Regions from separate parts of the Macaca mulatta genome. Here all the other regions are linked to region 3. The links are chromatin contacts, called in public Hi-C maps. All regions are on one chromosome and are shown on one strand. The core of a region is the stretch at or near the end of the contact, and the rest is flanking DNA. Distances in the headings are between cores, read along the strand shown.

Region 1 (2,768 bases), core at 46-2,545, 250 kb after region 3:
GAACTGTGGGAGCACAGAGATAAGCACATGGCTATGGAAAGCAGGGTGACCTGAGGACAAGTGAGTTGCGGGGATCTCTACTGTGACCATGCAGAATTGACCGCGGTCTGCTTTACCACCACCACCTCATGTTCCTGAGGGGAGCCGCTGGGCTGGCGACTGGCATCCAGGCCATAACTGCAAATCTATGCAAGGCGGGGTCTCCCTTCTGTGTGTTCAAGTGTTCTCGACTTGGATTCTTAACTATTTTTAAAAACGCACTGAGTTTGGGTTAAAAACCAACCACCAAAATGGATTTCAACACAGCTCTAAAGCCAAGGGCGTGCCCGGCTCTCCCAACACAGCGACTCCTGGAGGCCAGGTGCCTATGGGCCTACATCCCCCTCTCAGCACTGAACAGTGAGTTGATTTTTCTTTCTACAATAAGAAAAAGCTGAGTAATATTGCATAGGAGCACCAGAAACTGCCTCATTGGAAACAAAAGCTATTTACATTAAATAAAAAGCCTGGCCGCAGCCTGCATCTGCCACATTTACAGCACGGTGCGATGCACACGGTGACCAAACCACGGAGGCAGCTTCTGGCACTCACACCACGAGCTGCACGTTTGCCACATGAGAGTAAAGCAGAGGGCAAGAGGAGTGAGGGGGAGGGGGGCTGCATTCACTTCTGGTTCCGGAGCTGATTGGACAGCCAGTCTGGTCCTTCATAGAGCCCGTCACCGCTGGTGGCACAGGTGGCCTGAATGTACCAGTTCCTGTGGCATAGGAAGTGCAGCCCCAGCTTGTCTGTGATCTCAGCCGCATTCATGGCATTGGGGAGGTCCTGCTTGTTGGCGAACACTAGGAGGACAGCATCCCGGAGCTCGTCCTCGGCCAGCATCCTCATGAGCTCCTCACGGGCCTCGTTCACGCGTTCTCTGTCATTGCTGTCCACCACGAAGATCAGGCCTTGTGTGTTCTGGAAGTAGTGGTGCCACAGGGGCCGGATCTTGTCCTGGCCACCCACGTCCCACACAGTGAAGCTGATGTTCTTGTACTCCACGGTTTCCACGCTGAAGCCTGTGGCGGGAATGGTGGTCACGATCTCACCCAGCTTAAGCTTGTACAGGATCGTGGTCTTCCCCACAGCATCCAGACTCGCCACGAGGATGCGCATTTCTTTTTTGCCAAAAAGGCCCGTGAAGAGGTTGACGAAGATGTTCCCCATGCTTGTGGACAGGTGGAAGGACGCTGGCCGGGGACACCTCAGAGGCTGCTGCTCCGAGCCAGGCATTGGTTTCGCTCCCACAAGATCTGTGTTTTAAGAGGCACACTGACAGCGAAGAGGCAGCAGACAGTGAAACTCCCACAGGACACAGGACAGTGGTTCTCCTACTTTCAAAGGTTTCACAGCCATGGCCCCAGGGCTTTGATTCTTAACTCCCTTGCTGAGATCACCATTGAAAACCCCAAGAGAGAAGCTCAAACCCTCTACCCTCCTCAGCAACTGCCCAACTCAGCCCAGAGATCCTGTCGGACCACACGGTAGTCTCCTTTGTGTGGGGAGTCTTTTCGAGACTGTTGTTCTGCTTGTCTCTCCACAGGAAAAGGTAATCTGAGAGTTATACTGAATATTTTAAATGTTAGATACTGGGTGTGTTTTGGGTTTTGATGTGTTTAGTAAACCCCTTAGAGATGTTTTGTTTCAGGCAGGATAAGCCGGTTATTAAATTTTTTCATTGGCTAGGCATGGTGGCTCATGCCTGTAATCTCAGCACTTTGGGAGGCTGAGGCAGGAGGATCGCTTGAGCCCAGGAGTTTGAGACCAATAGGCAACATAGCAAGATCCCGTCTCCACCAAAAAAAAAGAAAATTTCTCAGATAAGATGTGGGGTGTGGGGCGGGGAGGGAGCCCACAGGGTCAGGCTGGCTCTCAGGACCCCATCAGATCAGGAGAGACATGCCCACCGCTGTGGTTCTACCCTGTGTCTGGAAGTGGGTTCTCTCGTGGTCCTATTCCAGCTCCTGTCCATCAGAGCAGGTCCGGTTCCTCTCTGTTCCTTCCTCCCTGAGGCTGGTGCCTGGGAGGCAGGGCTCCCCTCTCATTGCCTTAATTCTTCCCAATCCCCTTTGGAAAGGAAGGACATCATCCCAAGTGGTTCACCTGCTTTGTCTTGCCAGGAGAAATAGTTTAGCTCATACTAGGAATGAAAACTTTTTGTTTGTTAATTTTTTGGTTTGGTTTTAGAGACTCTGTTGCCCAGGCTGGAATGCAGTGGTGCTATCTCAGCTCACTGCAACCTCCATCTTCTGGGCTCAAGCAATCCTCCTACCTCAGCCTCCGGAGTAGCTGGGACTATAGGCATGTGCCACCACACCTGGCTAATTTTTTATACAGATGGAGTTTCACCATGTTGCCCAGACTGGTCTTGAACTCCTGAGCTCAAGCGATTCTCCCACCTTGGCCTCCCAAAATGTTGGGATTATAGGCATGAGCCACTGTCCCTGGCCTACAAGAATTTTTTTAAATTAGGTAGGCATGGTGGTATGTGCCTGTAGTCCTAGCTGCTCAGGAAGCTGAGGCAGGAGGATCACTTGAGCCCAGGAGTTTGAGGCTGTAGTGAGCTGTGATCACACCACTGCATTCTAGCCTGGGCAACAGAGTGAGACCCTGGCTCTAAAACCAAACCAAAACAAAGCAAACAAACAAAAAATTTTCATTCCTAGTATGAGCTAAACTTTGTTTCTCCAGGCAAGACAAAGTAGGTGAACCAGTTGGAATGATGT
Region 2 (2,825 bases), core at 320-2,819, 140 kb after region 3:
AAAGTCCCAGAAAATGGAATTTAGGGGTAAGTGGTATACACTTTAAATTGCCAGACATTTCTTCCGATTTTTGATTTTTTTTTTCTATCAGGAGTGGGAGGAACATGCTATTCCCTACAGCTGATGACTTCTGAAAAGGGTAGAAGAGGGTCCACATTTTTTCAGCTTAGTTGTTAGTTTCAATGAGTTTGGGGCCACAGGCTGCACCCCACCATTGCCCAACTCTGAGCAGGCCCCCTCAGCAGTCTGTGGGAAGGTGGTAGAAGTGGACTGAACCATATGTTAGGAATTTAGGAGGCTTGGGTTTCAGTTATGGCTCTTCCTTTTTAGCTATGTGACCGTAGCAAATCACAAACTTTTTTTTTTTTTTTAAGAGACAGGATCATCAGCCTCCCAAGTAGCTGGGACTACAGGCCCACACCACCACACCCAGCTAATTTTTAAATTTTTATTTATTTGTAGACACAGGGTATCCCTATGTTGCCCAGTCTGGTCTCGAACTCCTGGCATCAAGCTCTCCTCTTGCCTTGGCTTCCCAAAGTGCTGGGATTACAGGCATGAGCCACTGCAACTGGCCTAAATCACAACTTTTCAGAGTCCCAGTTTCCTCCTTTGGAAAATGGACTTAATAATATGCAGAAACACTAATACCGATGTTCTATAAAGTGTTAAGTGATGGTACCAGCCCTATACACAGTGTCTGTCACACAGAAGACAGTCCAAAAAGTTTGATGAAGGAACTGATAACTCTCCTACTTAATTTTTAAAATGGTCTTTCAGGTGTTTTACCTGAACCAAGACTCTGTCTTGAAAGAGTTTTATGAGGTCGATTCATAGTAAAAGCTATAGAGGAGATATCCTAGCAAGCAGAAATCCCAGTTTCCTTCCAGATGAGGGTCTTTACCGCTTCTGCCACCCCCACTAAGTCCCCTGGTTCCTGGCGACCGAGTCCTCGCTAAGACTCCTAGGACACAATGCTCTGTGTCATTCGGCGCCCAACCTGTTTTCTTTTCTGCTTGGCTGACCTGCTCCTAAGAGTCGAGCCTAAGCCATAAGGTCCCTAAGAGAACACTCAGAAATCACAGAAGAAATAACCTAAGGTGAGGTGGGGAAGGGTGCGGGAAGGGTTGAAAGGGAGCGAGCACCGATAGCAAGGTGGCAGCCTGCACGTCCGCTCCAAGGGCCCTTCCCGGGAGCGACTGAATCTGGCCGATCCCCAACTCCAGGTCCTCCCGGGGGACGCTCCTCCTGGCCTCGCGGCGCGAGACCACAGGGGCGCCCGGGGCGCCAAGCCGGACGCGAGCTCCAGCGCTCCCCGCCGCTGGGAGCTCGCTTCCAGGTAGGGAGGCACCTGCTCAGGATCGTCCTCCCGGCCGGAGGGACCGTCCCCCGCGCGCAGCCTGACGCCCTCCCCCGCGGCACAGCCCCAGCCCACCACAGCTGCGAAAGCGCAGGTCGCTCACCTCCAGCGAGCTCGCGGCCGTCCCCGCCGCGCACCGGGCACACGGGCGCCCTCGGGCCGCCGCCGCCGCCGACCTTGCGTCGCTCTAGCCGGAGTCCCAGGCGGCTGCCGGCTCTCCGCTCTCCCGCAGCAGGGGTCGCGGGGGGCGGGGCGGGGCGGGGCGGGGCGAGACTGGAGCGGGAGGGGTGCCCGCGGGCTCGCTGCACAAAGCCCGGCCGTGCCTTGCGGCGCCCCATTCAACGCTCCGCCGGGCCCCCTCCTCCCCTCGGCTCCCCGCCCGCTCCTTAAAGGCAGAGCGCTGGGCTCGGCTCTCCAGGCAGCTCGCGGAGAGGCACAGGAAATGACCTCAGCAGGCTCCAGCCTCCCACCTCTCCGCACCGCTGGGCTAGTCCCTGGGGCGGCGGGGAGGGCGGCGGGGTGTCCCGGGCGGCGGCCCCGAGCTCTCTGAGGAGGCCGCACCAGCTGCTGCAAGGGGCGGCCAGAGCGCCCCGGGGATCTGCTTGGCCCCAAATAGAGGGGACCCTCGCGGGATGCGGGACAAGACCAGACCCTCTCCGCCAAAGGTTCTAGCATTTGCCTGGCCACCTGTGGGAACTGTAACGTCTGGATATTTGGAACAGAAGTCCTTAGTTCAGTCTGGCAGACCAAATGTTCTGAGTTGCAATTTGCAGGAGAAAGAAAAAGAAAAAAGAAGTTACGACAGCCCGGAGAGTAACTTACTTGCTTATGTATATTTACTTATTCTCTGGTCTCGCTATGTTGCCCAGGCTGGACTCGAACTCCTGAGCTCAAGTGATCGTCCCGCCTGGGCCTCCGGGCCAGCTTATATATATATTATTTTAAAGGAGAGCCCAGGAGGACCCCGCCTGCCCGGCAGTTTGCAGGACAGTCATCAGCGTGCCCCTGTGCCCCTCGTTCTCAGACATGTGCAAATCTCAGATCGCCCAAAGCAATCTCATACCCAGAGAGGCTGGAAAACTCAACATTTGGTTAGGTGAACATGGAGTAAAGAGGATGCAAATAGAGACGATTGCAGGGAGGGATCCACCTTTCAAAACAGAGCCTTCTTCCTCAACCCTGCAGGCTCTCTGTCAGTCAAGGCCTGAACGGAAGCAAAATACCAGCAGGGCCTGTTTCTCCAAATGGTCCTTGGAAGACTCATCTTAGGAACCATGAAGCACACCCCCACCCTGGTTTTGAATCTGAATTTCTAACTAAAGTTCCCCAGGCAATTCTCACGGAGAAGTTTTGAGAGCCCAGACACTAAGGAAAGCTGGTAGTGCAGGAGGCCAAAAGTGAAAGTTTAACTGGGCCAATGGGACTTCAACAGCTGAACTTGCTAACGACTTTATAGCTCATGGGG
Region 3 (2,716 bases), core at 95-2,594:
CCACGCTCGGCTAATTTTTGTGATTTTAGCAGAGATGGGGGTTTCACCGTGTTGGCTAGGCTGGTCTCGAACTCCTGACTTCAAGTAATCCGCCCGCGTCGGCCTCCCAAAGTGCTGGGATGATGCTTGAGCCACCATGCCCGACCTGAAGACCGGCATTTATACCCATGGAGTGCAGGAAAGGACCTTGTAATTGTTAACAAGTGACACTTAGTGGCAGATGAGACCTAATGAAGCCAGGCCCACCTTCCACACCAGATTATAAATTCCCTCGGAGCAGAGAGTAAATGTTTTATTCACCAACATGCCCAGATCCCTCGCAATGCCTACGCTTGACAAACACCTGTTGTGAACAAGTGCACGAGGCAGCCTAGCAGCTAGAGTATTTCGAGGTCATCCTAACTGGGTTCCACTTTTGAATTTTTGTTTTTTGGGTTTGTTTGGAGACAAGGTCACCCTCCACTTGGGAGCAAAGTCTCCCAAGCTGGAGTGCAGTGGTGGGAACTCTGCAATCTCAACCTTGTGGACTCAAGTAATCCTCCTGCTTCAGCCTCCGGGGTAGCTGGGGCCAGAAGTGCGCGCCACCTTGCCCGGCTCCTATTTTGGGTTTCCGGTAGTGCTCTCGCTATTGTGACCAGGCTGGTCTCGAACTACTGGGTTCAAGCAATCCTCCCACCTCGGCCTCCCAAAGTACTGGGATTACAGACGCGAGCCACTCGCCCGGCCAAGTTCCACTTCTGAAAGCTTGGGGAGCAGCTGGGCCTTCCAGGAAAAGTGCTCCACCTCCCGACTGCAGGCAGAGCCCCCGGCCCGGCTCTTTCCAGGGCCTAAAGCTAACATTCGGTCAAGACGCGAAATGAGGAATTCGGGTCAGGGTGGCAAAGCAAAGCGCGATGACAGTGAGGACGACGTCTAGACGCAAACACACATCAAATCGGGCCGAAGCCCGCTGTCGCCTGGCGGGCTAAACCTGGCACCCCGGGCAACGCGCGACTCCGGCACCAGACGCTCTCCGAGTCAAACTACATCCCCCGGCGTGCACTGCAGCGCCCGCCCCTGGCCGGCCGGCGGGGCCTGGGAGGAAGGCGGCCGAGCTGCCCGTCCCGCAGGTCCCCTAGGGCCCTTTCTCTGCGGCCTTTCCCCACCCCGGACCGGGCACTTCTCGGGCTCTGCGACTACCATTCGCCCCGCTCGCTCCCTCAGGAGTCGCCTAGGCCGCGCAGTCTGCCGCCTTCCCGTCAGGCCTTCGCGCCGGCGCTCCCGCAATCACGGGCTAGAGAGGGTGGGCGTTCCGGCTCGGGAGGACCCTTCTGCGGCCCCGGAAGAGCCTCGTCCTGGGCAGCGGTGGTGCGGCGGTCGCCGTTATGGCCACGGGACTGGGCGGCTGACCGCCGGGCTAGGAGAGGGCCCAGAGCCCCGAATCTGGGTGGCCGCTGCTCGAGCGCGTCCTGCGCCATGGCCGCCTCCGCCGCCTCCTCGGAGCATTTCGAGAAGCTGCACGAGATCTTCCGCGGCCTCCATGAAGACCTACAAGGGGTGCCCGAGCGGCTGCTGGGGACTGCTGGGACCGGTGAGGCGCGGGTGGGCCACGCCGTGGGGAGCGCGGCCCCGCGCGCTTTGGAATTTTCCCCCACCTTCCTCCCAGACCCGGGCCCGCGTCTCCTTCCTCCGCGTCCTCAGACACGCCCCCTAGGGCTGGCTGGGTCGCAACCCCGGGTCTCCCTGCCACTGAGAGTGAATTGGGGACGCGCCCAGGGACGCGGGGTTCAGTTCCCTGGGTTCCTTCTATGGCCTTCCACATTTTCTCGTTTTTTTCCACTGCGGCAAACAGAGCAGAGGGGCTTTTACATCTGCGGTCCTGTAATGTAGCGTGGGTTTCTTTCGTAGCTGTTTTTGTTTGTTTTATGCATTTAGAAGCACTAGTGTCAAGACAGGTCTAGTTTTCACCAGACTGACAGAGGATCTGTAGCACAGAAAAAGGGTTAAAAACCCAAAAGAGTCATAATTTGGGGCGTTGGTATATACCTGTTATTGGAGGGTAGAGAGCTGGCCTTTAAAACCGTATGGTGGCGTTTAGATGTGGTCTTGTTTTGAACGTTTTTACTGCTGAGACTATTTACTACCCCTTCATTTCATGGTTCAGGTTGCTACAAGTTTTGTCTGGAGGAGCTAGAGTTTTCTGGCCCTAGATCCATAGGAAGACCTGCTATATATAGTTCTTGGCCTCCGGATATATAGAACTTGATGGCAAGGACAAAACTTTGTTTTATTGCTTTTATTTAAGGATCAGAGCTTGAGTGTTTGCTCAACGAATTACTCAAGGTCATAGGAATTGAATGACTCTGGTGAGAATGAAATGCATGTATTTAATATATATTTATTGTGAGGCTGCTGTGTGCCAGGCACTGTTCTAGGTGCTGGTGAATATTGCAAATTACAGTGAAAAAGACATGCACGTCCCCATTCTAGTGGGTAGGTGATAAACAATATATAACTATTAAGCGGCAGTGTTAAAGAATACAGGAAAATAAATCAGAGTAAAGGAATAGGGGATGGGACTTCAGTTTTATTTTATTATTATTATTATTATTATTATTTTTGAGACAGAGTCTTACTCTGTCATCCAGTCTGGAGTGCAGTGGTACGATCTCGGCTCACTGCAGCCTCCACTTCCCAGATTGAAGCAATTCTCCTGCCTCAGCCTCTGGAGTAACTG

The links. A called contact is a pair of places that touch in the nucleus more often than the background predicts.
Region 1: a contact with region 3 is called in a Hi-C map of fetal cortex germinal zone, with 4 times the contacts expected there. The contact joins the promoter of LOC710516 here to the promoter of VTI1B in region 3. A contact is called at or near these places in 2 of 14 Hi-C or Micro-C datasets (fetal cortex germinal zone and fetal cortical plate).
Region 2: a Hi-C map of fetal cortex germinal zone shows a contact between it and region 3, with 2.6 times the contacts expected there. The contact joins the promoter of PLEKHH1 here to the promoter of VTI1B in region 3. A contact is called at or near these places in 3 of 14 Hi-C or Micro-C datasets (fetal cortex germinal zone, fetal cortical plate and liver).

The regions. Positions count from the first base shown.
Region 1 is chr7:140,598,609-140,601,376 of T2T-MMU8v2.0, reverse strand. LOC710516 (ADP-ribosylation factor 1-like) reads right to left here and starts at 1,295. Exons shown (of 1, transcript XM_077941210.1): 1 at 136-1,295. The coding sequence starts at 1,275. The coding sequence ends at 664.
Region 2 is chr7:140,707,953-140,710,777 of T2T-MMU8v2.0, reverse strand. It overlaps PLEKHH1 (pleckstrin homology, MyTH4 and FERM domain containing H1), which reads right to left and starts at 1,569. Exons shown (of 30, transcript XM_077941193.1): 1 at 1,464-1,569.
Region 3 is chr7:140,850,322-140,853,037 of T2T-MMU8v2.0, reverse strand. VTI1B (vesicle transport through interaction with t-SNAREs 1B) reads left to right here and starts at 1,344. Exons shown (of 6, transcript NM_001266359.2): 1 at 1,344-1,570. The coding sequence starts at 1,456. ARG2 (arginase 2) reads right to left here. Exons shown (of 13, transcript NM_001261253.1): 13 at 1,343-1,570.